Linked DNA regions of Zea mays: region 1 is linked to region 2. A link is a contact called in public Hi-C data. All regions are on one chromosome and are shown on one strand. The core of a region is the stretch at or near the end of the contact, and the rest is flanking DNA. Distances in the headings are between cores, read along the strand shown. Region 1 holds the start of LOC103652735 (kinesin-like protein KIN-14O). Region 2 has its middle 14 kb from the start of LOC118476856.

What was found. A called contact is a pair of places that touch in the nucleus more often than the background predicts.
Region 1: a Hi-C map of ear shows a contact between it and region 2, with 2.6 times the contacts expected there. The contact joins the promoter of LOC103652735 here to the enhancer-like site in region 2. A contact is called at or near these places in 7 of 25 Hi-C or Micro-C datasets (bundle sheath, ear, leaf and 2 more).

Annotation. Positions count from the first base shown.
Region 1 is chr4:4,720,199-4,722,898 of Zm-B73-REFERENCE-NAM-5.0, reverse strand. It overlaps LOC103652735 (kinesin-like protein KIN-14O), which reads right to left and starts at 1,367. Exons shown (of 12, transcript XM_020552423.3): 1 at 815-1,367; 2 at 666-727; 3 at 133-364. The coding sequence starts at 241.
Region 2 is chr4:4,596,005-4,598,704 of Zm-B73-REFERENCE-NAM-5.0, reverse strand. No RefSeq gene overlaps it. Among protein-coding and RNA genes, the nearest start is that of LOC118476856, 14 kb to the right of the region's middle. Within about 2 kb of position 1,419, at least 16 of the 20 cell types and tissues checked have an H3K27ac peak or open chromatin away from gene starts, as enhancers often do. A contact at or near this core is called in ear, leaf mesophyll and tassel, where this site is marked.

The sequences.
Region 1 (2,700 bases), core at 118-2,617, 120 kb before region 2:
TGAGAGATAGTTCCGTTCCGTCAGGCAGGTGTTGTCGTGTCGTCGTCGTCGCAAGGTTAATTCACAGGCGAGTAACAATAACAACAGGTGGAAGAACTGCAACGACGACCTGGTCTTTCAAACAGTTCCAACCTTGCAGAGGCGAGGAGGCGTCGTCCTTGCTGTAGCCCACCGCAGTTTCTCCGTCCGGGAGCAATGGCAATGGCAATGGCACATGCCCCTCCATGGTTTCCTTCTTCATGCGACGACGGAGCCCAAGAGCGCTTCTTCTTCTTCTTCCTCCTCCTCCTCCTCTTCTTCTTCTTCTTCTCTGGACGGCGAGCCGGTCGCTGGTCAGAGAAGAAGCCTCTCGCCCTCCGCCTCCCTGCCGCGCAGTTTCATTTCTCAGTTCCCTCCCAACGGAGCTGAAGAAGAAAAAAAAAGGAGAACAAGAGGCAACTGCTGCCAGCATGACTCCGTCGTGTGGCCGGTGTGGGCGGCGGACGGAATCTGAAACAGCTCATGAGGCCAAGAAAAGAAAAGAGTGGACGGCGCAGAATGAATCTATTCCTCCCGCACTTTCCGTGGTTCGCCTGCGCTGCGCTTCCTTCCGCTCGCACACCACACCACACGGCTGGCTGGCTGGCTGGCCTGGAAAGAACAGTAACGAACTTCTCCCGGAATACCTTGTGGTTGTTGCGGCTACAAGCCTCCGGGGATCCTTGATCTCCCCTTTTCGATGCAGCCTCTGCAGAGCCAAAGGAAAAAAGAAAATGGTCTGCGTCGTCGGGAACGAAAGAAGCGCGAACGAGAAGAGAATCTGCGATGGTACTACCTCGGAGGGGAATGAATAAAATAATCTCCGCCGGCCTCCAGCTGAATTTGTTCTTGAACCTTGACCACCACACCACCAGATGCTATGCTGCTACTACTACGGAGGAGGGGGTGGAGTGCGGAAGGAGAGGAGAGGAGAATTGAAGGAGCGAGCCAACAGCCTAGCTAGCAGAGAATCTGCGCAATGCAGATAAGTAGCGTTTCGTTTTATTTGTCGCTGGATAGTGCAAAATTGAACTATCCAGCGACAATTAAAAAGAAACGGAGAGAAAGTAGTTCCTAATGATTGCGTCTTTTTACTTTCTTGGTCCTGATGTTATTGGATCTCTCGATGCCGAAAGATGGAGGCCGTGTGGGAGCGGCTAAAGTCCAGAGGTTAGAGCAAAGAACGGCTGTAAACGAAGAAGAAGAAGAGGGATCTTCGCGCAAGGAATTAAAGCAGCAGCAAAGGGGAAGGAAGGAGTTGGGATCGACCCCTACCTACCTACGGCGTGAGAACCGGTGAGCGGTGCTTGGCAATGGCAGGCTGTCCCACACCGCCACTGCGGGCAGAAAAACTATGGGCGTGTTTGGTGTGGCGCCTAAGTCACCACACCGTGCCACACTTTTCAGCCACAAGTGTGGCAGCTAAATTGGGCGCCACACTTGTGGCTGAAAAGTGTGGCGCAGTGTGGCGGCTTAGGCGTCACACCAAACACGCCCTATATTAGCAAAACAGTTGGGTTGCCTGGACTGCTGGATTTAGAAGATCCAGACCCGGGCTGGCAGCCCCCACCACCGTTCGTTCACCCGTAGAAAACCAGAGGGGGAGGGCCGGGGCCGGATCATCTGTGGTGGAAAGCTTTCGCCAAAAGTTCTGTCGAGCCGCAATTTGCTCTGCTGTCTGCTCCGGCTCGGTTTGTGCTTTTGCTTGCTTGTTGGCAAGGTCCAGAAGCAGCATTTCTCATTAATCTGCTGACCGAAACTAACGGTCACCACCAACTGAGCGGAACAAGGTTGATGGTCTGCTCCACACACACACACACGCACACAGCGGCGCATTTTTATAATAATAATAATAATAATAATAATAATAATAATAATAATAATAATAATAATAATAATAATAATAATAATAATAATAATAATAATAGTAATAATGAAGCGTGTGCCTTTGTGCACAATCTCTATCCGTTTTTTCTTTCAAAATCTTCCTTACGAAGCCCGCTCCTAGTACAAAAAGAGCCGCTGCTCTATTCTAGCTGGCTTCGAAACCGAACGCCACCTAAATAAAGGAACATGCTAGTATATTAACCCTTACATCCATCCAAATTACTGTCACCCAAGGCTAGCAGCCCGACAACAACAGCATCCATCCTATGACAACTCCTCCTCCATGATGAATGCAAATGCGTCACACGAAGCCGCATTTTTCGCATGACAAAACAGTGGGGGGGATGGCACGGAAGAAGTTCCTCTCTTCGCCCTCAGCCTCCTCCTTCAATTTCTCGAGAAAACAAGTAGTTACCTCTTACCCTGACGGACGAGTCTGATGAATGTGATTGAAACGCCTATATCTGGAGGGAGAACTCGTCCTGTCCATTCAGGGCTTGTTCGGTTAGCTCTCAATCCACATGGATTGAGTGAGATTGGGTGGGTTTAAATCCCAACTAAGTCAAACTCTTTCTTAATTTTTTCCAATCTCATCCAATCCATGGGTAACGGGATTAACCGAACAAGTCCTCATGTGGCTGCCCAGCTAGCCGTTGCCTGATACCAGCAAGCCATCCCGGTCCCAATCCCAAACAGTAAACACTGCAGGCACAAGCAACCGGCACCTGGAAGCTAGGTCGCTGCGTTGTCCTCCTCATCACATAGAGTAACAACAAGGTCTGAACTGATTAAGAC
Region 2 (2,700 bases), core at 170-2,669:
AGCTGAGCATTGGCTTTCTTCTATAGCTCCAAGTTTTTTCGAGTGGATTTGGACATTGGAGTTTCTTACACGTCAACACGAGCAGAAGAGATTTCTCCTTGAACTCATTCAGGATTTCTTAGAAATAGCTTTATCATAAAAAGAAACCTAGAAGATGAATTGAAGCACAAAAACATACCTGATGATGTTTGTGGAAGTCGACAATGTATTGTTGAGCTTTTTATAGGTAGAGCCGGTCTTCCATCATATAAATATTTGCCATCAAGTACTACTTGAACATTACCAAGAGATCGTCACACTCGGTGTTCGACATGGTAGCCTTAGCCTCGCACAAGACATCCTCGATGTCCAGATCTATGCAACATTGTATCAGTTGACAGCTCTAAGACTACACTGGGTACATAAAAACACCTTATACAAATGATGGCCTAAGATAGTTACCTCTCGATTGATTAGCGGTGGGCCGAGGACTGGGTGTAGCCCGGGGCTCGGTTGGTGTCGCCACGGGCTCAGTAGCGACAACTGCAAGATCAACCTTGCACTCTAGCGCAGACACCACGGGGATGACCGTCTTAGCTAGACGCTCTTGAGTTGGACCCTTGGGGGCTCTAGAGGACTCGTTTCCGATTGACACGTCAGCTGGAGGCTCAAGTGGCATAGCAGCAGACTCTACACCAGCAGGCGCGCTGGTGGTCGAGCCCTTCTCGGGTGGGATAGGGCCTGCCTTATTCTCATGCAGCACCGTCGATTCCCTACAACATTCAAGATTCATATTTAGAATTATTCTTATTAAAGAAATAATGCCTACACACTAGTCATACCTTGCAATTTTTTGAAGGTCGTTTTTAGAGGAGCGGAGGAGCCCCTTTAGGACTCAGTCTTAAAGGTTGAGTCTATAGGTGCCCAAACGGGTGGCCCGACACGACCCGGCACGGGCCCGTTAGGCCCGACAGATAAACGGGTCGTGCCCGGTCGGCCCGCGTGCCGCAGACGCGGCCCAGGCACGGCACGCCGGCCTGTTAGCCATGCCGGACCGGCCCGTTTAATTGCCCATGTTGTCCATTTAATCAGAAAAAATGCAAAAAAACTGTCTGCAGTGAGGTTACCTCCCTCTACAAAGCTGAAAGCACTATATGTAAGAGACTAACCAGTGGAACTCTAGTGTATTTGTTATAAATAGCAAATATAAAATATAAATATATATATATATACACACACTATGTTTTATAAAATAAAAAATATATAATCGTGCCGAGCTGGGCCGGCACTGCAGGCCGAGACAGCGGCCCAAGCACGGTACGACACGGCTGTCGTGCCGAGCCCGGCCCGACACTATTAAACGGATCGTGCTTCGGGCCGACCCGTCAAGCACGGCCCATTTGGCTATTTATAGTCGAGTCATCATGATCCTTGGGCCAGACAGCAGCAGAGCCGGCCCAGGGGTCGATCGTTGTCGTCCCCGCCAGTGGCTCTAGGTCACCCCCTAGGGACGAGGAGGCGTTCCGATCCAGATGTTCGATCGGGGGCACTTGTAGCGCCTAAGACTCAGAGTCGAAGGAGGGGGTGCATCGTCTAATTCGTCGACTCGAACCACGTCCTTCGTTCTCTTCTTCGACTAAGGATGTGGACTCTACTTCTTAAAGGCAGGTGGACTTTCAGAGGCTCTCTCGGCAAGCTACTCCAGGAAATGATTAGGGTCTGCCTTATCGTCATTCATGTGCACCTAGTCATAGCCTCCCGGGTGGAGGGGCCGGGGGATACAGTTCCAACATTTGAACTTAGACTAAAGAATGGTCAAGATAGAGTTGGCAAGTTTAGAAGAGAAATGCAAATGATAGAGCCATTAGAAATATCTTAGAACGAGGTTCAGTCAACGAATACGCATATGAGCTAAAAATGTTTTAGAATCTAGAATTTAGGGAATATTTTTTCCTTGTGCTGCACCATGTATGAGCATGACTTGCAATCTTTGTTCTGGCACCAGCCCCTACGGTGGATATGGATGCTAGAACATTGTCTCCTGGCAAACAATTTCAAACGTGTAAGCAGGTAATATCTGCGATGGATTGGTTTCTATTAAGACTTTAGAAACAACACACAAGTTCCCTAAAACGTACGGATATTCTGGAAGCAATTTTAAAACCAAATAAACTTAATTGGTATTAGCCCCTTAAGGCCCTGTTCATTTCTCCAGAAATGGCCCTGAAAATTTTTCAGGTTAATCAAAACTTACATAAATTAGAAAAGCAACGTGGCTCGGAATTATTCCGGGTCACCGTTCCCAAACAACCGAACAACCCCTAAGTTGTCAACCGTCATATCCTCTATATCATTCCTTTTATACATGTCCTTAATAAATATCTCTAAAAGATTTCATCTTCTATATCTTATTCCTCTACTATATATATATATATATATATATATATATATATATATATATATATATATATATATATATATATATATATATATATATATATATATATATAGTATTTAGAGCCCTGGGCTCTATTTAACTACAGGAAGCCCTGACCAGGTGTGCAGACCGCACCGGAGCCCTGGGCTTATTGTACCTACCTGTGCTTACGCTAAATTATAATACGAGTTATGCTGATGTGTGTATCAGTTTATGCAAATATAGTCTGCGCATATTACGTGAATCGGGCCCACGCCGTCACTATAAAAACACCCCCACGCCGC